Linked DNA regions of Mus musculus: regions 1, 2, 3, 4 and 5 are each linked to region 6. A link is a contact called in public Hi-C, HiChIP or PLAC-seq and promoter capture Hi-C data. All regions are on one chromosome and are shown on one strand. Each heading gives the region's core, a stretch centred on a gene start, on an enhancer-like site or on the middle of the called end of the contact. The rest is flanking DNA. Distances are from core to core; before and after follow the strand shown.

Evidence for each region. Promoter capture Hi-C pulls out the DNA fragments that hold promoters and counts their contacts. HiChIP or PLAC-seq counts read pairs in DNA pulled down with a chosen protein or histone mark. A called contact is a pair of places that touch in the nucleus more often than the background predicts.
Region 1: a contact with region 6 is called in a Hi-C map of the N1E-115 cell line, with 2.9 times the contacts expected there. The contact joins the enhancer-like site here to the promoter of Lrrn3 in region 6. A contact is called at or near these places in 4 of 39 promoter capture datasets (the C10 cell line, embryonic stem cells, hippocampal neurons and 1 more), 4 of 484 Hi-C or Micro-C datasets (the N1E-115 cell line, cerebral cortex, cortical neurons and 1 more), 7 of 115 datasets of contacts at active chromatin or transcription factors (the 230-238 cell line, SST interneurons, embryonic hindbrain and 3 more) and 2 of 9 other capture datasets (adipose tissue and liver).
Region 2: a contact with region 6 is called in a RAD21 HiChIP or PLAC-seq map of pro-B cells, with 4 times the contacts expected there. The contact joins the enhancer-like site here to the promoter of Lrrn3 in region 6. A contact is called at or near these places in 3 of 39 promoter capture datasets (embryonic stem cells, liver and pre-B cells), 1 of 15 datasets of contacts at CTCF or cohesin (pro-B cells), 8 of 115 datasets of contacts at active chromatin or transcription factors (the 230-238 cell line, bone marrow-derived macrophages, embryonic stem cells and 3 more) and 1 of 9 other capture datasets (liver).
Region 3: a Hi-C map of the N1E-115 cell line shows a contact between it and region 6, with 4 times the contacts expected there. The contact joins the enhancer-like site here to the promoter of Lrrn3 in region 6. A contact is called at or near these places in 3 of 484 Hi-C or Micro-C datasets (DN3 thymocytes, the N1E-115 cell line and cerebellar granule neurons) and 1 of 9 other capture datasets (liver).
Region 4: a contact with region 6 is called in a promoter capture Hi-C map of embryonic stem cells, with 2.1 times the contacts expected there. The contact joins the enhancer-like site here to the promoter of Lrrn3 in region 6. A contact is called at or near these places in 14 of 39 promoter capture datasets (the 3T3-L1 cell line, 3T3-L1-derived adipocytes, the C10 cell line and 7 more), 1 of 15 datasets of contacts at CTCF or cohesin (large pre-B cells), 1 of 484 Hi-C or Micro-C datasets (olfactory sensory neurons) and 2 of 115 datasets of contacts at active chromatin or transcription factors (embryonic stem cells and large pre-B cells).
Region 5: a RAD21 HiChIP or PLAC-seq map of pro-B cells shows a contact between it and region 6, with 5 times the contacts expected there. The contact joins the enhancer-like site here to the promoter of Lrrn3 in region 6. A contact is called at or near these places in 8 of 39 promoter capture datasets (the 3T3-L1 cell line, 3T3-L1-derived adipocytes, embryonic stem cells and 3 more), 2 of 15 datasets of contacts at CTCF or cohesin (the NIH/3T3 cell line and pro-B cells) and 3 of 115 datasets of contacts at active chromatin or transcription factors (the 230-238 cell line and large pre-B cells).

What each region holds. Positions count from the first base shown.
Region 1 is chr12:41,190,817-41,194,841 of GRCm38.p6, reverse strand. All of the region lies in intron 4 of Immp2l (IMP2 inner mitochondrial membrane peptidase-like (S. cerevisiae)), which reads right to left. Among named protein-coding and RNA genes, the nearest start is that of Gm25497, 160 kb to the left of the region's middle. Within about 2 kb of position 1,636, at least 5 of the 459 cell types and tissues checked have an H3K27ac peak or open chromatin away from gene starts, as enhancers often do. A contact at or near this core is called in the N1E-115 cell line, where this site is marked.
Region 2 is chr12:41,054,729-41,058,421 of GRCm38.p6, reverse strand. All of the region lies in intron 2 of Immp2l (IMP2 inner mitochondrial membrane peptidase-like (S. cerevisiae)), which reads right to left. Among named protein-coding and RNA genes, the nearest start is that of Immp2l, 32 kb to the right of the region's middle. Within about 2 kb of position 1,466, at least 10 of the 459 cell types and tissues checked have an H3K27ac peak or open chromatin away from gene starts, as enhancers often do. A contact at or near this core is called in pro-B cells, where this site is marked.
Region 3 is chr12:41,772,374-41,776,230 of GRCm38.p6, reverse strand. All of the region lies in intron 6 of Immp2l (IMP2 inner mitochondrial membrane peptidase-like (S. cerevisiae)), which reads right to left. Among named protein-coding and RNA genes, the nearest start is that of Gm40412, 170 kb to the right of the region's middle. Within about 2 kb of position 2,455, at least 2 of the 459 cell types and tissues checked have an H3K27ac peak or open chromatin away from gene starts, as enhancers often do. A contact at or near this core is called in the N1E-115 cell line, where this site is marked.
Region 4 is chr12:40,980,962-40,984,881 of GRCm38.p6, reverse strand. No RefSeq gene overlaps it. Among named protein-coding and RNA genes, the nearest start is that of Immp2l, 41 kb to the left of the region's middle. Within about 2 kb of position 1,686, at least 5 of the 459 cell types and tissues checked have an H3K27ac peak or open chromatin away from gene starts, as enhancers often do. A contact at or near this core is called in embryonic stem cells, where this site is marked.
Region 5 is chr12:41,165,935-41,170,132 of GRCm38.p6, reverse strand. All of the region lies in intron 4 of Immp2l (IMP2 inner mitochondrial membrane peptidase-like (S. cerevisiae)), which reads right to left. Among named protein-coding and RNA genes, the nearest start is that of Immp2l, 140 kb to the right of the region's middle. Within about 2 kb of position 2,107, at least 39 of the 459 cell types and tissues checked have an H3K27ac peak or open chromatin away from gene starts, as enhancers often do. A contact at or near this core is called in the 230-238 cell line and pro-B cells, where this site is marked.
Region 6 is chr12:41,484,068-41,488,265 of GRCm38.p6, reverse strand. Lrrn3 (leucine rich repeat protein 3, neuronal) reads left to right here and starts at 2,209. Exons shown (of 2, transcript NM_010733.3): 1 at 2,209-2,695. The region is part of intron 4 of Immp2l (IMP2 inner mitochondrial membrane peptidase-like (S. cerevisiae)); the gene reads right to left.

The DNA.
Region 1 (4,025 bases), core at 387-2,886, 290 kb after region 6:
GTAAGGGGATATGGATAGAGGCTATACAAAGGACACCTGGATCTTGGTGACTCAAAGCACTAGGGCTGCCACTCATAATGCTGCCAATGGTGGCGATTTTAATTTGCCTCTTTATCTTAGCAGTTTTGGTTGTAAGCTTTGCTAATGGTTTTAAATTATGATCAGAGACACACACAGGATTAGAACCTACAGGAAAATGCCTTCAAGGGCAGCCAGAGTGCCATGGGTCAAAAAGTTCTCATATCACACAGGCAAGCATGACAATTTGCTTCCACGGGTTTATGCCAAATTAATTCCTTCCCTGTTGCATATAGGAGCTCATAAATTCTGGTTGCTCTGCCCCCTGAGCATGAATGGCAAATCCTTGGAAGTGGACGAGAAAGGTAAATAAATGCATTTTTAAGTTAAGCAGTTCCCTTATGACAAGGATAGCCTGGACTTTAGAAGAGTATTTTGGACAAAATCAAAGTTACAAAGCACCCCTGTACCCAGACACACTTTTCAATAAAAACTAGAAAGAGAGATATTTATGGGAGTGTACTGTGTTTTCTACTCCGATTTATCCAAAACTGCTCTAAAAACAGGGACTATTTATTAGAATTAAGGCATAGACTAACTGTGAGCTTTGCAATGATCACCAACACTGTCATTTCCTCTGGGAGTTGGTCAATATAAGCAAACTCTTTTCCAGAAAAAGAAAGAGAGGGTTAGGGGCAGATAAGGAAATACTAAATTCTGTCAGGGCTAGATTTACTCTGGGCCTTCCGATGTTCATTTTCAGTAAGAACTCCATCAGGTCATAAAAAAGGCCAACATCTTCATCATAAAGACTTCAAATCATTTAAGAGAAGCTGCTCTGACCTATGCACGCACAAGGCAGGGCTTTAGAAATGCTCACATGCACAAGCTAGTGTCATAGGTGTCTAGGAATGAATACTGAGCAATGCAAATAGGAAACCTGTTGACAATGTATTTGCATAAATCAAGTGAATACTCCAGTAATAAATTCACATCTGACCCACTTACCTTTCCTGGTATTGATCGTTCTGTAGCTGTTAAGGTCAGGGGCTAAGCTGATGACAGTAAACACTTTGAAAGGAGAGAATAATATCCCCAGAGACTGACAAAAGAAGAAGAAAATAACACTAGAAAGGCCAAAAACTCTAGGCTATAAAATCCAAAATCAGAAAACATGGCAGGACTCAACGGTTCTACAGTGTGAGTTTTTCCAGTCTTGTCTGCTGTTATCCTTACATACGGCAAGCACATTGGTGAAGCATTACTACCAGGCTCTTTGCATATTTCACAAGTATTCAGGCAAGGAAACCATCCATACGAATCATTATTTCATAAGTATCCAGGCAAGAAAGCTATCCAGACAAATCCCAAAGGACAGTGAGATCTTGAAAGTCAAACAAGGGGAAGCATAAGGACAATAGCTTGGGTCATATAACAAAGGGAACAGGCCCTGAATTCAGCATGAGGCTCATCCTTTTAACCATGCTCTTCCCTCCTAGCTTAGCACCCAAGTGAAAAGGTAAGTGCTGCAGCGAAACATTCAATGTTTATCCAGTATGAGTCACAGCTATCTCAGAGTTCAACAAGCTTCTTAAAGAAAATCAGATAAAACAACTACCACTAAGACCAGGCCACACGTTCCCATCAGATATATTGAAAGACGATGTCCTGACCTAAGGAGAAGACTGGAGCACTCTCGAGGAAATGCTTACAATATCTGGCAGCATACAGGCTTTTGCTAAGCAGAGATGGGAGCTTCTCATGGACAGAATGACTAACTTACAAGAACCCCAAAATAGAAACAGTGACTGAGGACTTATCTCTTCCTACACTGGTATACATATTTGCCAAGCATAACAAATAGACCTCTTGAATGTTGTACAGATGAGTAAATCAGATCAAACAATACAAGGTTCTGAGTATGAACAAAAACTCAAAAAAAAAAAAAAAAGACTGTGTCTATAGAAACTGATTAAAATTTCAGTAGTATGGAGAGACTAACGATGCAGTTCCAGAGGGTAATTACCTTAGCCTGGGCTAATTCTAGCCCTGGGGAACAGTCATTCCTTGCCCATCTGTGTGTCAGTATCAGAGCACAGTCCAAGAATGGAGTCATGTTGAGAATTCTGCGTGCTTGTGGAAACAAACAAACAAACAAACAAACAAAACTCCAAGATTTGCATCTTGTACCTCAGTTTCTTCAAAACCCAGAATTGTTCTGGGAATGTGTTTTCTTGCTCCTCCCACATACAGTGGAGAGGAGTGCGTTTACTTCAGCTGTTGTTATTCATGTGTCTCTATGGAAAAACATGGTTTTTGCCAAGTGCAGCTTGTCATTGTGACTATACACTTGACTCAGGTGACGCTTCTTAACCCTCAGAGTGTAAATTGCACCATGCTCTGAATAAAGTTGCTATTGTGTGGGACTTCAGCCTGCCTCACTTTTATTCCCTGCTCTCCTCTGTTCATGCCACCAATGAGGGCTGAAAACATGCCAGAAGCAACCTCTGGTGAGTGACACATTAAAATCTTTGGAAACTATTACTTAGCAGACTACTAGTTTTCACCAATCCAAAAGCTAAGAACCAAAAGGCTGGTGGCCAACCAAAGTATTTTAAACTGTCCTTGATTTATGGCTTTCTTTGTTTTGTAAAATAATTAGAATTTTCTAAAACTGCTCCCATGTTGGAATATGGAACTTGGGGTCACCTAAATCTGTGTCCTAAGCCATGGTCATTCCATATGGTTCCAGAATAAATTATCACTCATTCCCTTTAGGATGACAGCTGTAGTTTTTCCATTGACATGATGAACCTATTTTTTAAAGATACACCCAGAAATAGCAACAGCAATGCTTTGAGACAGGGAGTCATTTGTAGCGAGGATAATACTTAATGTTTAGTCTTAATTATTACACTTACTTTCAGAGCTATTCTGTGAGGTATTTCTCTCATGGTCGTCTAAGGCACTGTGGTAGTTGTAATCAACAAATCGGAGCTCATAAGTCAGGCCTCCCTGTTTCACGTCATCTCTACTAAATAATGTTTCTATATTTCATAACTATTTTCATGATTTACTGAAGAATTAAACTAAGTAATATTCAATCATATTAACAAATTGATATTTACAAAAATTCTGTAAGCAACAAATCAGTGGTTTTGTTCATTAGCACAAAAACTATGAAGCCTGTGCTTATTAGTTTTTGCCACATGAGACAGTATAATATCAACTCTTTCTGAACTATGGTAAAAGTTAATGCAAATGTATTCAAGGCAACAACTGAGAGACTCTGATCTCTACAAATACAAGTCAGTGAACACTCTCATTTGTAGTTATTTTGCATGAGAAATAGGTATATAATTCCACAATAATATAAATTATATCCTAATCATTGTTACAATAGATCTTTCCAGACTTATGGATATTTAATTAAAATGATATTTATCAGAAAGTTAATGAGACTATTTTGAAATCCATTTACTGAAAGGCTAATGAGACAGTAGAATGCAATCTGTTTATTAGCTGAACAAGATATGCAACATCTGTACACAGGAAGAGAGGACCGTAAGTCTCCGTAAAATATCACCAAGAGCTTCCCATAACCCTTGCTTTAGTAAAAATCCCTATTGGAGCTAAGAAAGACCAACCATACACAGCACCATTTTCCACTTCGAAGTACAATCTAATCAAGAAATTCCCTTGAGTGCATAGATTACATATCCATTATGAAACATGATAGTTATGTGATATATATTTAAATGCAAGCCATTTTTAAATTGCAAAGTAGGTCAAGCTGTTTACATCGTGGAATAACAACTTGTAACATTATATCTTAGAACAAATTCATATTTGACTGCTATAGCAGAGAAAAACCCTTACAGTATTTCACTGAAACAAACAAACAAACAAACAAAATCCCATATTATATGAATATAAGGGAAAGGATCCACATAGAAAGGAAAGAAGAAATACCATTCATTTTCTCAACTCATGACAATAATATTAAA
Region 2 (3,693 bases), core at 217-2,716, 430 kb after region 6:
CTTGATACAGAAAACTGTAAGTCTTTACCATTAAACTGACATATATCTAGATACTAAGACACTGACATACTCAATTTTGAGTCAGGAATATTTAAAAGCAAACTATGTTTGAAGCTATGCTTCAAACTAACTGGCAAAAATAAAAACACTACTGGAAAGCATCTAGGACGGAGAAACGCAACAACGCTTCCTGAGTTCAGGCTAGGGCAATCTTCAGCTTGCCCACTCTGCCCTCAGCACCAGTGAAAGGGCAGAACTCGCCCTGCCCATGTGGCTCTAGACATAGTAAATAGAAGAAGCATCAACAGAGGTCAGGGCGGTAAGATGCTGGTGTTCAGACCATGGGACATTTACAACGGGAACACATCTCATGTGAGAACAACTTGCCTAGCAAGCATGAGGAGGCCCAGAGTCTCGGCCTTAGCGTCTCTCCCTTACAAACAAGAAACACAAAGGGCAAATCATCCCACTGGTCCCAATACCTTTCTTTATGGAAACCCATGGGATTTGAGGAGATTGAAGGCATTCATGCCAGGCATGGTGATGCACACCTTTAATCCCAGCACTAAGAAGACAGAAGCATGAGGGTCTCTGTGAGTTTCGGACCAACCTGGTCTACATAGCAAGTTCTGGGACAGCCAGGGAGGGCTACACAGACCCTGTCTCAAAGAAGGGGAGCAAAGTACTCATATGCATTTTAAAGCAGACATGAACACGCAGGCACGCACACACTCATAAGCACATGAACACAAAGCACACCTTCTAGTTGGTATAACACCTAATAAACACTGGTGTAGTTTGATTATGGTGCTGTATTAAACATTCTGACCAAAACCAACTCAGGGTAGGAAAGGGTTTATTCCGGCTTACAATTCACAGTCCATGACCTTTCAGGTGACTCTCGAATATATCAAGTTGACAGTTAAAGTCAACCCAGACAAATACAGTGAGAGTTGGTTCTATTTTGGCCCCTCCCCATTCCAAAAGTAGACAAACCAAGTACACTGATTATCGGTCAACTAATAAGGACCAGGGAGTGTCAGGTATATGTTTGCTTCTGTTGTGTTTTGAAAGTATTTTTAAAAACACACTTCAAACCCAGCGCTTAAGAGGCAGAACCAGAATAATTACCATGAGTTCAAGGCTCGACTATGCTACATAGAAAGTTCAAAAGGCTAGTATAAGCTTAAAAAGGGAAATTCTGAAAAAGCAAAAACAAAAAACAAAAACCCATAAATAAATAAATAAATAAATAAATAGGAAGGAAGGAAGGAAGGAAGGAAGGAAAGAAGACATACCTGTGACAGACTAGACAAGAATAAATCAGATCACTGTTGTTCAGAGGCAAGAAAAAGGAAATAAAGGCTAGAACTGTGACAAATAAAAACCACAATGTGGCAAGCTGACAAAGATAAGTGAATTATGCTATAGGTAGGAGACTTAAAAAGGACCATTGTAGCCAGACACCACAGCGAGCATCGCTAACCCCAGTACTTGGGTTAGTAGGGACTAACAGATTCCTTGAGCTTGCTGGCCACCTGGCCTAGCTAAAATCAAAACTTGCAGGTTCAGTGAAAACCTTCTTTCAGAAAACAAGGGGAGCATGACCAAGTAAGATAGCCAAACTCAACTCCAAGTCTCCACACACATGCCCCCACCCCAACACATGCACACACTTGCAGAAGTCAATGTGTTCATTATGAAATGTCTGTAACTCTTCTAGATGTTTAACTCTTTCATTAAAATGGTAGAAATAAACTACAATTAAATTACATTCAAAAATCACATTCTTATGAACGAGAGGAAAACATAATTAGAGAAAAATTGTATTTGGGGTAGTGAGAACAATGGATGGCAGGCCTTTCAGAAACCACATAAAACAAAATCCATAACATTTCACTGGGCCTTCTAAGAACTGGCTCAAACCAGTCTCAACGTAAGACAGCCTCATCCTTGACATATTTACAACAAAAGCACCATCTCCAATTTCAGCAGCCAAAATGCTATAGATTCCGAAAAACAATTTATTACAAAAATTAGTAGGGCTGTCAGTAGCTTTTTAGAGAATGAAAAAAAAATCCAATTAAATGATAACCATTAGCAAAGAAAAGCTTGGTAAAAACTTTAAATTTCAATAATCCACAAGTTTGAATTTTAACACTGTGATATCTTTTTCTAATTTAATGCAGAAAGAATAATGCAGAAGCAAAAGGCAATGTGGATTTTAACCCAACAATGTTAAATATAAATATAGGAAGTGAAACCAGCCAGGTATTTACCCACAGCCCAAACAAAGCAACTGGTGGAGGAGTTTGGACTAATTTCCTCATAAACATATTTATTCATAAAGCTATATTTTTAATTAGGAAAGAATATTACTTCACTATTAGGAATACTTATAAAATAACATAAGAAAATAGAGCATTATTTATTATTTGGGTCATATTAAAATGTGCTTTATAAAAACAAAACATAATGAAAACAATCACTCATCTCAAGTTAAAAAGAAAAAATTCAACAGTTAAAAAAAAAACCTGCTAAGAAACAGGGCTAGCAAACAGCTCAGGAGACAATAACAGCTAGTTGACCTGAGTTCAAACCCCAGGAACCCACATAAGGGAAGGAAAGAACACACTCTCTACACACTGTACTCTAACCTCAACTCCTATGCTGTGGTACGTGACCCTCCACACACAAATAAGCAGGAAAATGAATGTAATTTTTAAAATGAAAGAAGTAAGATTATAAGGGAAAAAAATGAGACAATAGTCAGAACCTAGAAAGGACAGACACAAGATAAACAATCTTCCGCAGTGTAAGGGCAACGGGAGACACAGAAACAGGAGAGAGAAACAGGAGACCTACGAGGGGCTCTTAAACCAGCTCCCTGCCTAGCTCACACTTTCTCACTCAGGGCTCCTGGAAGTTTGTCACAGCAGGGAACTTAGGTTATTTTGGGTCCCAGGGATTCACTAGGGATCAACAGTGGGTACAGCAATCGTTTTGTCTGTGTTTTGTTTTGTTCTGGAAGATCTTGTCTCTAGGGCTGGGGAGACAGCAAGTAAAGCCTTGCCATGAAATAGCATGACCACAGTTCAGATCGACAGAACCCAGCAGGCATGGCAGGCAGCCTTCATGGGCAGGAAGGAGAGATGGCGCCTCTTGGGTGAACTGTCTCCTCTGACAAGAAGGAACAAGGAGCTGTGAGTTCATCAAAAGATTCTGCTTCAATACATGAAGTGAAGAGAAACTATGATATCTATTGTCAACTATGGACAGTACCCAGGTACCCACATGTCCAACTGCATACACATGTATGCATACACAAGTAAACACTCATGCACTATACACACATGCGCACGCACAAACACACACACACACACACACACACACAACATAGTTCCACGTTTTCATGTAATCCTATACTGATTCATACTCTTGATGTGTCAAAATGTTACTTGCTTTATTAGACTAAAATGTCTAAAAGTATATAGAGTGTATCAATTTTAGTTTTTAACCAGAAATAAGTGGAGGGTTTGATCAGTGTTTTGGGTAGAGCTTTGGAGGAAGGCTTCTCAAATCCCAGACCACAGACCCAGCTGAGAAATAAATGTTTCCCAAACAAGGAGGGACTGGAAAATGTCATGAAATTTGCAAAGTTTCACCAGCCTGGGACTGCTAGGACTTTTCATA
Region 3 (3,857 bases), core at 1,206-3,705, 290 kb before region 6:
ATATAACATTTTCTAAAAATGGATCTTGTTTATATATAAACAACATACAAGATAACAAAAGCAACTAGAACTTACCCTCAAATTGTATAATAGGAAATCTCTGTGTATAAATTAAAGATAGATTACAAAGTAGGGTCATTTTTCTATAGATACATAATTTTGGATAACTAGTGATGCTATCTACACTTGCTTATTTTAATTCAAGTTTAACAGATATTTTCACATACATATTTTTATGCTTGTTTCAGAACCTCTGGGTTTCTTTTATCATAATAGATGTGCCATTCCCATTAAATTTCAATGCAATTTGATGTGACTTCTAAAGATGTACTGTGAATTATCAATTAATTTTAATTGTATTATTGGAAGCTTTCTTTGATTTTAGGATTCAGGCTTTAGGGAAAAATCTTAGTTTTTGTCAGGACTTCCTTTATAATAAGCTGGATGGTATCTGGACATGGCAAAGGAAAGGAACTTAAATATTTACATTTGCTATTCTGAAAGTCAATAAGTGGATTGTCTAATTGTCTAAGAACAGATGTAAAATCTGAATTTTGCCTGTCTCAATGGCATGGCTTTCAAAAGGGCACAAAAATAAGTAAGTCTCAGTTAAAATAAGCATTATGTGGATGAATTTGCATTTATAAAGTTGACACAAAGCTTTGAACTGTACAGCCTCAAGTGATAGATTAGCATCACAGACATACATTAAAGCACTTAGCATAAAAACTACCCACTGTAAAATGGGGCAGAAACACATTAAACATTCTTATCAACCTCAAGTCCAAATGGATTACAATTCAGAACATATGCACAATCAGTTATGCAAAATCGACTCAACAATTTCTCCAATAATTTCCTACTATTTGGGGAATACTTTATTCTTATATTTTTGAATATGTTAAACAGGGAGAACAGAAAGAAAATATTTCAATAATTTATTTCTGTTTGTTTGGCTAGAATAGCAGACCATGAAACCTTCACGGAACCTAATTAGCTCCTCTACACTAGGATTCCAAATCTCTTGGATGCAGCATGGGCTGACCAGATGGTGCAGTATAACATAATGCATTTGAAATAGAGGCTGGAGTTCAGGTCTGAAGGCCACAGGATGACAAGGGCAGATTGCACAGTGAAAGTGATACATTCAACTGGAAGGCCCTGGGCTGGCAATCGCTGCTCTACTCTTTGCCAAAGGGCAAGCCAAAGCCATCTACTTGAAGCCTGAGGCTCTACCTCTGTATGTGGCAATGGACTATGCTTTTAACCTCTTGAGGACCTGAGGAGACGTGACCATGGGAGTCCGAGAAAACACAAAACAAGTGAAAAAGCGTAGAAATCTGTCTCCAAATTATCTGTGTTTGGTTAGGCCAAAAGTTAGGCCTGTCCCCTAAAATGCATTGTGTACAAAGGCATCTTCTCAGAAATCTTCTTTTGTTCTTAATTAATGAGACTGACTGGTTCACAATCTGCCTTATGACTATGCCTGATGGAACTTAATGGGAGGAAAGCTTAATTGCAGAAAAGCAATGGAAGAAATTCATTAGAGAAGGCTTGAAACCTGAAAATTATAGGCAAAGCCAGCTACCCAAATGGAAATTGAGCCATTTAAGATGTCTTAATTAGATTTAAAACCAGAGCTTAGAGAAACTAAATTAGCTCGATGGAATCAGGTTTTTAAAAAATCTTAGATAAAATGCATAGCTATTATTGGATTACTCAAGGTAGTCAGGACGGTTTTGTACTGATAGTTCTAAACCCAGCATTTACAAGTAGTTACAGCAAGAAGACAAAGGGGGGTGGGGGGGGGGCAGTGCTAGCAGGACATTTTAATAGTATTGCTTTTATTCCTAACCTTACAGGAGAACAACTGCTCTCCTGCCAAGTGTCTTAAAGAAATGCAGAAAGAGATAAGGACGGAGAAGATTAGTTTCAGCTTTGCTGGAAAGGAAATATAAAACAAAACAAAGACTCCCATGTATTTTTCATCAGAGTTAGAAATTTACATGAAACGGTTGTGATTCCAAGTGATGATAACACTGTTAAGGAGAGAGCCAGTCAGGCCCTCAGCACACTATTGTATTTACAAGATAAGAATGAGGATTAGAGCTAAGAATAGAGGAAATGGCGGAAGAGTAAAGTGCCTTAGGGAAGTACCACCCTAGGCCTGCCTCCCATCAGTCTTGAGTACTGGGCATGATGCCTCTGACACAGTGTGGCTACTGCATCTTAGAACACCACATACACCATCTTCTTGCTTAATAGAATCAACATGAATGAAGAGGAAGCAAAAACAAGGACGGAAAATGCCAATTATACACTGCAAGAAGCGCGCTGTAAAAAGTCGAAAGCTACCGGAGGTGACAGAAGGGACATGAGCTTTGAAGAGGGGCTCGGGGAGAACGAGGTGTCTAGGCTGAGACCTGAAGCTGAAAGAAGGAGCAGCGAGCGACTCACTGGCAAGGAAAGAATATTCCAGGCTGAGCTTTCGTATGTGGTCCTGGTCAAGGAAGATAGCTCGGGCAGGGCAGGGGACAGGCAGCGGACAGGAGGAGAAGACGGTGAAAAGAGCTGCTCAGAGTAAGAGAACAGGAGGAGTTCACTAGCAAAGCCAGAGAGAGCAGGTGCAATGGCAAGCTTGGGCAGGTGAGAGAAGAACTATCAGAAGTCAGTTCTGTCCTGCCACCAGATCTCCAGGGATCAAACTCGGGTGGTCACAGCAAGCACTGTTGCCTGTGGAGACATCTTGCCAGCCTTAGACGGATATTTTTGAAAGATCATTCTCACTATGGAGACAAGCTGTGGAAAGAGAAGCCCTTGGATTCTCAATACTTACTTGGTAGGTGCTGTATTCATTAAGTATTCACATTGGGAAACACTTTTTTTAGGCATCTCTTAGTTGCCAGTTTCATTGAGCAAGAAAGAAATGCAAAGATCAATACGGCTTAGAGTCTGCTTTCAAGAAATGTAACAAATTAGGAGATAAATATGATTTATCAGAAACAAATATTTGTTTGTAGGTGTGTGTAACACGCTAAATAAAGGAGAAGACAGGGAAACTTTACAAGATTAACACCGAAAATTGGCCTGGCAAAGACATAAAAAGAAAATATTCCAGGCAGCAGCAATTAAAAAATATTGCAGAAGACTATGGGATAGAAGAGAAACTAAAGAAGTATGGTGACTCTTATACCAGAGTGGAAAGAGGAGACCAGGAAAGGTAGGTTGTGCTAAACAGGTGGGGGCACACTATGAGTTAAGTCCTTAACTTAGTCCTCAGAGCAGGACGTTTGCTGTTAAGTTACAGAGTTCTATTACATGCTGACTGAAGACACCTAAGAGCCCTGTACTTAGACAATTAAAACAAGTGTCCCAGAAAGAGAGGCCATGGGACCAGGGGTACCATTTTTTCTATTTCCTTACTTTGTCTGGGAAATAGACCACCTTCTGGTCCCTCTTTCTATGTGGCTCTTGTTGCTGTTGTTGAATGTTTCCTTTAATTTCATGGTAATTTCTTCTTAGCAGGCCCTGTCTCTATAGAAACACTAGAGCTCAACACAGTGGTCAAATACTTCATTCCAAACTGCTGTCTCATTTCATGAGTCCCTTCATGCTTCTATGTTCTGAAAAATGCTTTCTCTCTAACATTCATATGTTAAAATATTATCACTAGTATAATAATGTTAGCCCTTGACACACTGATGAGACGAAAAGGCTGGGTTATGGGGACAGGGCTCTATTATCATGTGAGGGGCATGATTTCTGTACCAGAGCCCTTAGGGACCTGCTTTACCCATTTTCCACCATGTGATGGTACAGTGCTATCTATGAACATCAATCAGCATCCTCTGTCTGCT
Region 4 (3,920 bases), core at 437-2,936, 500 kb after region 6:
CCCCTCCCCTCCCCCACACAATAGCTTTTTGAGTCAGTCCTTTCCCTGCTCTCTCACCCATCACCATTCTTGATAATGTCTTTCTTTTATCTAATCAGCTACCTCTATTTCTATCACAACCCCTGTGTCCCTGGCCCAGTTCTTGGTTCTTCTTATATCCAAGGGGGAAGCTACAGAGCTACACAGAGAGACAAACTAGAGTCTAAAGAGATAGGCCTTCTAGGTTTTCCTCCAATGTTTCTTTCCACTTGATTATACATTTGTCTGGCCACATTTCTACATATTTTTCAACAAGCCCAACATTAACATTAAACCAGTTTCCCTAGGTCTTTATGTCTTCACGTCTTAAGACAGTTCTATACGTCTGTTATGCTTTTTTCTTGCTAATTAACCTGTCACTCCTTATGGGGATGTCAGCTGCAGTCCACTTAATGGGTAAGCAAAACTATCATACCTTCCTTCCCATGGTATTGACCCCGTGGGTTTGATGACACATGAGATTGGAGATGCTAAGGAGAAGTGATGATAAAGAATTTAGAACTGAGAAATGGAAGGAGGAATAATGGCATTGAAGGGAGGGGAAGCAGATTTCATCAACAACTAGTAGCAGGGTACAATTATAGGTTTAGTTAACACATTTGTTCCCCAGTTCTATGTCCATGTGGAAACAAAAGAAGAAAAGTTAACATCATTGAGGGCTGGTGATTTTAGTCTCTAAGGGCCAATAAATATCCAGAGACCAAGTTTGGAAAGAGTCATTAGCAGTGCTTTGATTTCCCATTTGCCTCAGTAGCGAATTTAGTAACACTTTCTAAACTGCCCTGTGGATTACTGTCTATTAGTGCTTTGTTTTTAATATGAAAACAATAAGCACTAAGTACAGTGTACTGTTTTCTTGGTGCTTCTAATATAATTTGTTCATATTGGTCTCACATTTGTCCCACTACGTTGTCCTTGGCATTTGGTCTCCCCCTCCAAATGGTGAGCTTCTTAGTGGAATTTTAACCTCCTAGCATGACCGTCAGCAGCTAATTAATTTACATAATAGCTATCTGATGAATCGAAGTAACAATAGTGGTTAAAAGCACAGACTCCATGACTCCAGCTGCATATGCAGCAGAGGATGGCCTAGTCAGCCATCAATGGGAGGAGAGGGCCTTGGTCCTGTGAAGGCTCTATGCCCCAGTGTAGGGGAATGCCAGGGCCAGGAAGCGGGTGTGGGTGGGTTGGTGAGTGAGGGGTGTGTGTGGGGGATAGGGGGTTTTGGGAGGGAAAACCAGGAAAAGGGACAACGTTTGAAATGTAAATAAAGTAAATATCTTATTTATTTCATTTATTTATTTTTTAAAAGCACAGACTCTAGTGCTGGGCTGCCCTGGAGAAAGCTCAATTCTACCTTTTATAAGCTTTGTGACCATAAGCAAACTGGTGAGTTCATCTGTGACTGTGACTCTGTTCCACTATCATAATGAAGAATAATAATCCTCTTGTCTTAGTCAAGTCAGGATAATATTATATGGGTGGCTAAGACAACAAACAGATTTCTCATAGCTCGGGAGACTGTTGAGTCCAAGGTCAAGATGGCAGCAGAGTCAGTGTTATTCAGCTTATGCTAATCAGCCTCCTTCTCACTATATCTTTACCTGCAAGGATTTTGTCTTTCTGGTGTCTTCTGTTACAAAGGCACTAACCTCACTCATGTGGGCTCCACCCTCATTACACATTCCTTTAATCCCAGTACTCAGGAGGCAGAAGTAGGTGGATCTCTCCAAATTCAAGGTCTGCTTGGTCTACATAGTAAGTTCCAGGAAAGCCAGAACTATAAAGAAATCATGCTCAAGAAAAAAATTATTTGCTTATAGGCAAAGAAATCCCATAAGAGCAAGAACCTTGTCCGTTGATTTTTTTCTCTATCCCATGCTTTACACAGACCTATACACACTAGAGACTAGTAACCCATTATTAAAGGGATAAATTGATGAGTGATTCATTTTACCTGTGTAAAATCCAGCTGACGTCTTTCTCATGCACCTAGCATTGAAATTTCTGGTTCAGAGTTAAAGAAAGCTAAAGTGTAGTAACAATAGAGTTTCAGGCAAACCTGGGAAAGCATGACTGATTCCCCGGCATTCCTGGGGCTAAATACCGGGTATAAGCTAATACCTTTGCTTCTGTGACCTTCTGTCTCTGCAGTGTCCAAGGGGGCAATTCCAACTGTACACCTTCTGTTCTGACTTTGATTTCCTATACTACCTGTTCTCCAGGGCAATTACAATATAGGAATAACTAATAGCAGTATCTCCTTAGAGAAAGATGGATCTACTCGCTCGAATAAAGTTCAAGGTTATTTCAGATGAATTTTTCTTGTGTGCCGTTTGTAGAGCTGAAGAGTCCATGTTAAAGACTTGACTATTTTGAAGTTCATCTTCTTATTGAGATGCAAGGATTTATGGAGCTTCATGGCATTAAGCTATGTCAAACTAGGGCTGCAGAGGTGGCCCAGGGCTTAAAAGTGAGCACTGCTCTTATAGAGGGTCTGAGTTTGATTCCTGGCACCCTCCTTCAGGCAGCTCAAAACTGCCTATGACTCTACTTCCAATGGGTCTAACATCTTCTGGATTCCTTGGGCACATGCACCTACACATATACACGTGATGAAAGTAAATCTTCTGAAAAACATTTCAGAACCTCTGTGTTTAACATAAACATAACATATAACATGCTTTTGTTCCACCGTCCTTTCATGTATTTGCCCAGTAAGGACAGACTCCCAGGAGATGTATATAAGCATTTTAATCATTTCTAACTTGCCATCTTCTGCTATTCAGGGCGCTGCAGTCAGGAAGGATAGGATCACTTTTCTATTTCCTTAAGGTCACCAAGGACAGACAAGCTCAAGACACAATGTATTTGTCAGGAATGGTGAGGTGGCAATGACAAATCTGCCCTAGGCTCAGCTCATTTTACTGAAGAATGTGTGTCCCCTTCTGACATTTATCAAAAGAAATTCAATTTCATCAAAAGAAGGATGTCAAATAATAGTCCATTGCTTACACTCATTCTGCTACTGTTAAAAGGGCTGATGGGGGCAAAACAGGGGGAAAGGAAGATGGAAGAGATTGTTATTCTGGCAGGAAACAGGGGGTAGGTCAGAATAATATACAGAGACGTGAATACATTCGTGATTAAATCACCTGGGGTTTGAGAATCGTTTCAGTGGTCTGTCCTTTGGAATGCACGTTCCCATGGTCTTTGGATGCAAGGAATGACAGAGTGGGCTTCTTGTTGTCATTCGGCTGCACTTTTACTGTATCAGGGAGGAAAGTTAATGGAACCTGGCCAAACCCCAAAGCACCAGGAACAATGACATGTACCCTGCGGGCCAGCAATCAATATATCTTATAGTGATGATGAGATTTTTCTCTGGCAGAAAAGGGCATTCTGGATCAAAAAAGTAAACAAAGAAAACCAAAGTTATAAAAGAAGCATTAGAAAACCAGAAGTCAGATAAAATCAAAGAGGGGACTTTTAAAGGGACTAAGAAGCTGACAAAGTGCCCTGGCAAGTGCCAATGTTTAACCAGACTGCATAAAAACATGGGATTACGAAACAAATTAAATTTCTCTCTCAGGGAGAGGGTGTCTGCAGGACATAAGCAATTAGGCTGCTATCTAGGAAAGATAGGAAACCTGATTAATATATCCAAAGAGAGCAGAGGGAAGATAGGTTTAACACTAGGAGGTGAGACACCAACTGCTATGCAAATTGACTTTTCCCAGAATGCTGGATGGTTTCAATCAAGAGCTGAAATATACTTTAATTTTTCTCACATGATGTTCTCCAACATTCTCTGCTGAAGAAATCTGGAGTTACCCAAAATACAGCATGAAACATGTTCTGCTTCTTTGTGAAAAGTCTTC
Region 5 (4,198 bases), core at 858-3,357, 320 kb after region 6:
CAATAGCACTCAAGGAATACTAATTATGGCTGCCTTCTTTCACAAATAACAAATGACTTTTGAACACACCTCTGAAAAGTTTTAAATGCCTTTTTGAACTCTCTTTCCATTTAAAGATTACACTCAAGAGTCAATGGAGACAAAAACACTCAGCTATTTTGATGAGGAGATGGAAGGAGTCTACCATTTGTCCATAAACCCTGGGATTTGGAAAAAACCAACACTTCATTCACAAGGGCCCTACACTCTAAAAATAAAATTTATTCTAAATTTTCAAATTTTACAAAGACAGTATTTCAAACAGCAGCCCATAATTCCCTAAAGTAGTGATGTCAATTCGTATTTCTTAAATTAATTCAGTGACCTATGATAATGTGAGTTCTTGATACATAATGTCTGTCAGTAGGCAATGCAAAACTTTCAGAACCACTTTTGGTGTCTGAACAACCACATACAGAGACACAGACATGCATACACACACACACTCACATATACTCACACATATGTATGTGTGTATGTGTGTGTGTATGTATGTATGTATGTATGTATGTATGTGTGTATGTATGTATATATATGTGAGTTTCTTAATTCCTACTTCACATCACATCTATTAGGCATGATGATATAAGAATAAACATTAAACCAGCCATACATTGTCCAAACAACTCCACAAATGAAATACAGATATAATCAAAGCTCCTGGAAATATCTAAATACTCATCTGTCTGCGCTGAGACAGAAAACTATAAAATGCCACTCACCAACAATGGTTGAGTTGTTTCATGTATACATACACAGTGGACTTTTAGCCTTATGAGAAAATGTGCAGTGGTATTCCTTCACAAAGATTTATTTCAAAGACCTCAAGAGAAGGGAACTCTCAAGTTTTCCCTGAACTCTTCCCTTTACATTGTGCCAAGTATGTAGAGGTCAGCAACAGATACAGAACATGAATGTTTATACACAAAAAGCTCCAACTTCATCATTTGAGCAAAAGGACACAAATCAGATGACTTCTCAGGAAAGCACACTGGAAAACCCACCTAAACCCTGTGACAGGAATTTCACATTCAAATGTCTAATGAGTTGGGAGCATTTTATACAATATGTCTCCTAACTACAGAGAGTGGTTGTTATACTCAGAGAACTTCCATGTGTAAGAGGGATTAGAATATTTCCTGTCTGGAAATTTATACAAATTACTAGGCACTTAGGACATAGGCAAAGTGAGGAGAAACACAAATGATAAACTCGCCATCCTCTTGAGTTCTCAGCCTTGTATCCATTAGTCATAGTAAAAATCAGAGAACAAACATTCAGCCCCGCGGCTTCATCTCAGATTCCTGTCTATATTCCTGACCTCTAGGTATAAATGAACCTTAGGACCAAGCTAGGGTTTGGGTCTCCTCTCTCTGTAGGCACTGCGAAAGTCACAGGTCACTAAACTGTTGTATGCAGGTCAAATCTAGCCCATGATCTAGAAGCTTTTGTAAATCATCTTTTATTGGAAGGCAGTCCTCTTAATTACTACCTAGAGCTCCATTCACAACAGATAGTCAAACCTCAGAAGTCTGAATTTTATTGTCATTGTGTTTCAAATCCTTCACAGAAAAGGCATGCTACCTCCTAGGTGAGTTCTCTTAGAGCAACAACTTCAAGGACAACTTATATCCTGACAATTCCCCAGGTGCTGTCTTGAGTCCTGCCCCTGACTGTGTTCCAAACTGTCAAGCCACAGCCATTCTTGAAGATCTAATAGGCACACTGATCTAACACATCTAAAACAGAAAATCTCATTTCCTCTCACCCTTCCACTATTATGCCTCTGGAATTTCAATTCACACAGTTGCCTTTGTGAATTTACTTTGGCCAAAAACTTGAGAATGTCCCTGGACTTGTCCCTTATTCACAGTTTCTATACCAATTTAAAACAACAACAACAACAACAAAAACAGTATCTTCAAAATATTTATCAAGGTCCCTGCTACTTCCTAGTTGTTTGTTACTTTCCAACTCAGGCCCTGCCATTTCTCACCCACAGTTACTGTGAAAGCCTTCTCATTGGCCCTTTGGTCTGTCCTGAGCCCCTTGCTCTCTGTTGCTAGCATGAGCAGGAAGCTCTGCTTCTGACACCACATCAAAGGCTTGGCTCTCTCAGATCACCCTGCGCCCTTCTCTCACTTACAGCTCTGCTCCCTCCACATGTGCCTCCTTCTTGCCTAATGAATAAATCTCTTCATTCACCTTTGTGTCTAAAAGACTCTTTCCACAGACATCTAATTGGTCCAGTTTGTCATACGAGCATCCGTTCAAATAGCACGCCAAGTTAGAGGTCTTCCTCACTCCCTCTCTACTTCAATGACTCACATTCAATCTACATCCTGCTACTGTTGGATCCACAGAAATAGATCTGGCTTTGCATTCATTGTTCTGAGTTGAGCTCTCAGAGCACCTCCAATTGGAAGATGGAAGCAGGCTCAAGAGAGGGAGAAGCTGGAGCAAATGCACATCAAAAAGATAGGGACACAAATTTTAGAGAGGAATAAATTTTCAGAAATGTTACCACTGAGAAGAGGGGGCTAGGACTTTGAGCCCAAGTGTGAATGTTAGTAGATTCAGTATATCATCACAGAACAGTGAGACTTTGGGTAAGAATATGGGCTTGGGGAAAAAGGCGGGGGGGGGGGGGGGGTGTGAGCAAGCTCACATACCAGCCCACCTCATACACACAGTAAAATAGTCAGAATCAAAACAAAATGCCTAATGTTAGCAGAGATGTGGAAAATTAGAACCATCAGACACTGAGGGAGGAATGTGAAATCCCTTAGGAAACAGTTTGGCAGTTTCCTCATGAGTTAAACATAAATTTATCCCCAAACTCAGCATCTACACAACTACCCAAGAGAAATAAAAATATATGCTTGAGAAAAAAAATTATAAAAGAATATGGGTATCACTACTGTTCAGGTTACATAAAATCCTGAAACAAAACTATCAAATAATATATGTATTAATAAAATCAGATAGATTTATAAGTATGAATATTATTCAGCCATTAAAACGAACAAATCATAGATACATCATGGCTAAACCTCAAAAACAGTCTAATTATTAGAACACTAAAGACCATTACTCTATGCCTAAGGCATATTTGCTCTCTCTTTAAGCCAGTGGTTCTCAGGGTTCCTAATGCTGTGACTCTTTAATACAGTTCCTCATGTTGTAAACCATAACCATAAAATTATTTTTGTTGCTATAACTATAAAGTTACTACAGTTATGAATTATAATGCAAACATTTGATAGGAATGGTATCTGATATGTGACTCCCAAACGGGTCACAACCCACACATGTTGAGAACCACTGCTCTAAACAAAATATCTAGAAAGGTCAAATCTATTGAAGCAGTTTGCCACTAGTTGCCTAGGACTGAAGTCAACCAAGAGGACCCAGATAGTCATGGAGATGATAAAAATATGCTGATTTCTAGGCCAATCTGGTCTACAGACTGAGTTCCAAGACAGTCAAAGGAAAAAAAAAAAAAAAGAATCAGTTAAGTTTCTCTTTACCATGATGTGATAATAGCTAGGAGCTATGAGTTTACTGGAGGTAAAAAATTATTGTGCTTTTGTATAATCTTTATCCTAACCTATGGAACAGAAGCTATTTAACCTGGTCTTCCGATCTGGAAGAACTGAAGAACAGGAAGTTAGATGGCATACCCACAAGTCACATAGCTAAACATATTATGGGCGTTCAACTTCTACTCAAAGTACAACATCCTACTACTGGATGCATAGAGACACCATCTATTCTTCATTACTAGAAATCAGGAGATTATGCTAAATACATGCCAGTATAGTAAGTTCACCCTAAGTATTGTATAAATACTGACAAATGGGTCACTGATCTGCAACAACACTGAGCATACCTGTTAGCCAATGAAATAGCAATAAATACAATAATGTACCACAAAAAAGGCTATTCATCAACTGTCCCCTGTTAATTGCTTTAAAAGGACAAAAGCTAGCCATGATCTGATCTATCCAATGGTCATGTTCATGGAAACACAGGACAATCACTTCAGCACCTGCAACTTTATCTATTGCTACAAGACACATGAATCAACATACACACAACCACTGAGCCACAAGCTGCCTATAAGGAAGATTTTTCAAAGCATCACATCAGTAAATTG
Region 6 (4,198 bases), core at 960-3,459:
TATAAAAACATTTTCATGAACTTATAAATATGTTTGGATTTAAGTACTACCTGTGATTATTAATTTTATTTTTTAATGTTTATTTTTTATTTTCTGTCATTACAGATAGTTGTGAACTGCCAGGAATTGAACCCAGGTCCTCTGGAAGAGCAGTCAGTGCTCTTAACCAGTTGAGCCATCTCTCTAGGCCCCTACTAGTTTTATTTTTAAAAGTTATTTTTAACATGTTCGAGCCTCACAACTTATCTTCATTATGAGAGCACATTGTAATCAATACATTATAATAATCAACAGATTACTAGATTTGTTGATTATATAATTAATAACAATCGAAATAAAGTGCTTAAGGAGTTGGTACAATATAAAAGGAATTTTTTTCAAATAGTTGTTACAATTATAGCACAATTCTCCATGTATATACTCTAAAAATATTCAAATTGAGTGGAAAAATTCAGTACGTTTCAAGTGAAGAAAGTAAAATTAGGCTATTAAGTTATATGCGATGCACTCCAATGTAACAGCCCAACACTCATCCTCCTCCCATACCTGTGAGTGGACACTCAAGTACCTGTAAGTGTCTGGTGAGAGGATAACACTCAGAATTGGATGCCATTTGGCCAATGAAGAAGCCACTTTGGTTTAGCATTCATGCTTATCAAAAAGATTAGAGTTTATCAATTATATATTAAAATAAAAATATTCTGAGGAACACCTACCATACCAGCATTCAAATTGCCTAGGCAGAAGATAAAGGCCCTGACTCCGTCAACAAATTGATCAATACAACGAATAACTAAAGCATTGGTAGATTTTGTTTGTTTGCTTTTGTAAAGAAAACTGTAACATGAAAGCGTTTGGTGGTCAAAAGACAATGTTAGTGAGGCTAAGCTTCCAGGCATACGGTCATGGCGCAGAACACCGGTTTAAGTCACTTCAACGACACCTTAAGAAACAATTAGTGCTAATGCTTTTGCTTTTTGTTGTTATTCCCCCCTCCCCCAGTAAATCTAATAAATGCCATTTCCTTTTCCTCCACTAGAGGGCAGTCTATCAAAGCAAGGGGAGACTCAGATAAGGCAGCTTTGGACCTGTTGAAAATTGTTCCCATGTTCCACTCCTCTCAGGAGGTCTCTCTAGTATACTGTCTGGAAAGCATGCCCTTATATTCTTCTATTTGTCATGGTTGTTCTGGAGCTGAACACATGACCACGCTGGCATGATTTCTAGTCTAAATATTCCAAATGTTTTACATATAATTCCTATTGAAAACATTTTCCTAGTTAAGTAGCCATTCAGAGTTGATAGCCGTAAGTGCAAAAAGAGATAATTTAACTGTTCAGTCTATTGTAGAGGAAAGGATCCCTGAGTTATTACTAATAAATCATACATCTAAAACGCATACACAGGCGCACACACACACATACATGTACATCTGGATGCAGGCACAAGCAATGCCACATACAACACATGTCCGATGTGTGGCATCAGATTTGTTATACCATGTATAGATAAGTAGTTATAATTGGAAAAGTTTATTTTGTATATGCTTCTCCTTACATACCATTGTTGTGAGTATTGGAGAAGCAAATATTTGTTGTAATTTTAAGAAATGTCATTGTAAAACCTAAACAAATACGCAAACAAAAAATAAACCCACACACAAAGTACCAACAAGAAAAATGGAAAGAAGGAATGGAGGGAGGGAGGGAGGGAGGGAGAGAGAGAGAGAGAGAGAGAGGGAGAGAGAGAGGGAGAGAGAGAGAGAGTGAAAGAGAGAGAGAGGCTATTAGCTGCATGCACATAGGCTGATTTAAGTAGGATCTGTAGGGAAACAAACAAGGGGCAGGAGAGCTGCAGGCTGCAGGCTGAAATGTAAAGCCACTGCTGAACTTCACAGACAGGGAGGCAGAGTCACTATCAAGTATTTTTAATATTCAGGAAATCCTTGTTCATAAGTGTTTCCTGTCTTATCTCAGAGGAAATGAAAAACAGAAAAACAAAACAAACAAAAACCCCACCGTTTCTCCAAATGACTGATCACATTCCAAATGGGAGAACTTGTTGAAAAGCGCTGCACATTGCTCCAAAAGGAAAAGAAAAAACAGGAAAGAAAATGATTCCAAGGAAAAATATGCAAGCCTGTTTCATTTATTTGTACCCTAAGCAGCACTGTCATAGGACAGACAGGCTGCTTCAGCCAACCAGGCTGGAGCAGCTGCGAGTGCTACATCTTGGCAGTCTGAAGCGATTGGCTCCTCTCTGGGGAGTGGAGGGTGTTCAGTTATTAATGACCGCTGAGCAGGCAGCACCGTGTCAGTGTGACAACTGATCTGGTGAACGATGCACCACTAACCACCATGGAAACGAGGAGAAATAACGCCAGCTAGCAGGATCTCTCTTCACGGGATTGAGAGGCTCAGCCTGCTGCTGCCGGAGAGAGTTCCAGTCAAAAGAAGGAATCCTAGCTGCAGGCTCCTGCCTTCCTTTATATTTTAGAAAAAGAGAGAGAGAGAAAGAGAGACACCATTGCTTGCATGTGTGCATATCTATAGTATGTAATTGTGTGTACTTTATTACACATACATATGCACCTATTTATACTGGGGCAAGAAGACAGCCATGTGATTATTTCAGCCAAGGAACTGAGCAAGCAGGGGCACCGGAGGAGGGCTATCCCTGCATCTGCTAAGGCAAGGTAAGTTTAAAATATACCTATCTGTTTAAATGTTCCCTATTTCGTGTTTTTGTTGGTGCCGGAGTTTTTACACATCAGTTCTCCTTTGATGTTTTCCCCTTGTCTGAATTCTAAGGGCATTTTTCTTTGCATTTCACTTTTGAGTGAACATGCAAACCCCGCCGGCTCTGTGTGTGCCTAGCTGCGTTCGTGGGATTCTCAAGCAGGCATTTTACTAGCTTGAATGCCCATCAGAGGATGTGAGTGGGAGAGAAAAGCAGTGCCGGGGGAGGAGAGAGAGAGGAGGGAGAGAGAAGAGACGGGGACTGAGGCAGAGAAAAGAGAACAGAAGGACCAAGAGAGAAGCAGGGAGAGAGAGGGGAAGGAGACAGAGAGGCTGGCAGAGGAGGCAGCGGGAGAGAGGGGAGAAGGAGAGAGAAACAGAGGGAGATGGAAAAATCAGGGTCCTTTGCCCCCACAGCTCTTGTAACGAAAAGCAGATCACTCATATTTCTCTGTTCTGAAGCCAATGAGGCGTTGTCCCCCCACCCCCCAGCCCGCCCCAAGGGATGAAGATTTAAGGGGGATGCTGTAGTGTGTCAGGAGTGAAGGGCACCAGGCAGAGTAGCAGAATGAGCATATCACAAACCGGTATTGAATTTCTGCCAGGCTACATCTTCCCGATTGTGGTAAATGACTTCCCTTTAATAACATCCCATCCCCTCACTGCTCTGAGGGGACAGTGCAAGCGTCTGATTGCTAATGCAGCCCAGGAAGCTACCATGCTAGGGAAACCAGGAGATGAACCAGGAGAGCTCTAGTCACCTTTGGTAATTGAACAGCATCGCGGTAGTATGGCTTCAAAGTACATTTCCTATTTATGAAGACTGTTTGCTCTCACTGAGCCGGGTGGCTTAACTCGGCTTTAATTTATTCATTTTTAACAATATGTCCTTGTTTCTGTGCCTCTAATCTTAGTGAAAGCAGGCTATGATCACGAGTGAGAATCTTCCTAGTTTAGCGAAAAGGAGACCAGTGTGATAGATAGAAAAATAAGTACAAATTTAAAATACTTATCAGGAAAAGAGTGTGCCCTGGTACGACAAATATTACTTGTGCACTGAGTTCCTCATCCTTGGTTCCAGAAGCAACGCCTTTGAGACAGAATTACTGTCAGTCAACTCAGAGCGTCCATGGAGTGATGATTCATGGAATACTCTGTGGACCGATTTTTACTTCCAATCTTGTAAGAGGAAGCCAGCTACTTAGAATATGCTCTCAAAGCGACACCACCAATTGAGGGTGGCTGTGGAAATCTTCACTGCCCTGCTAATGGGTCCTGTGGAGACATTAAAACAAACCCAGGGTTCATATTTCATCTGCTGGAGCTTTCTCCTCTCTTCTCTTAGTTCAACTCACAGTTATCGGAGTCTGCTTTGAAAGTGGGTGCTATTCTTTTCCCAAACTGTGATTTCAGACTTACTAGGTTCCTAGCCTATGACAGATGGCAGAACAGAAAGACAA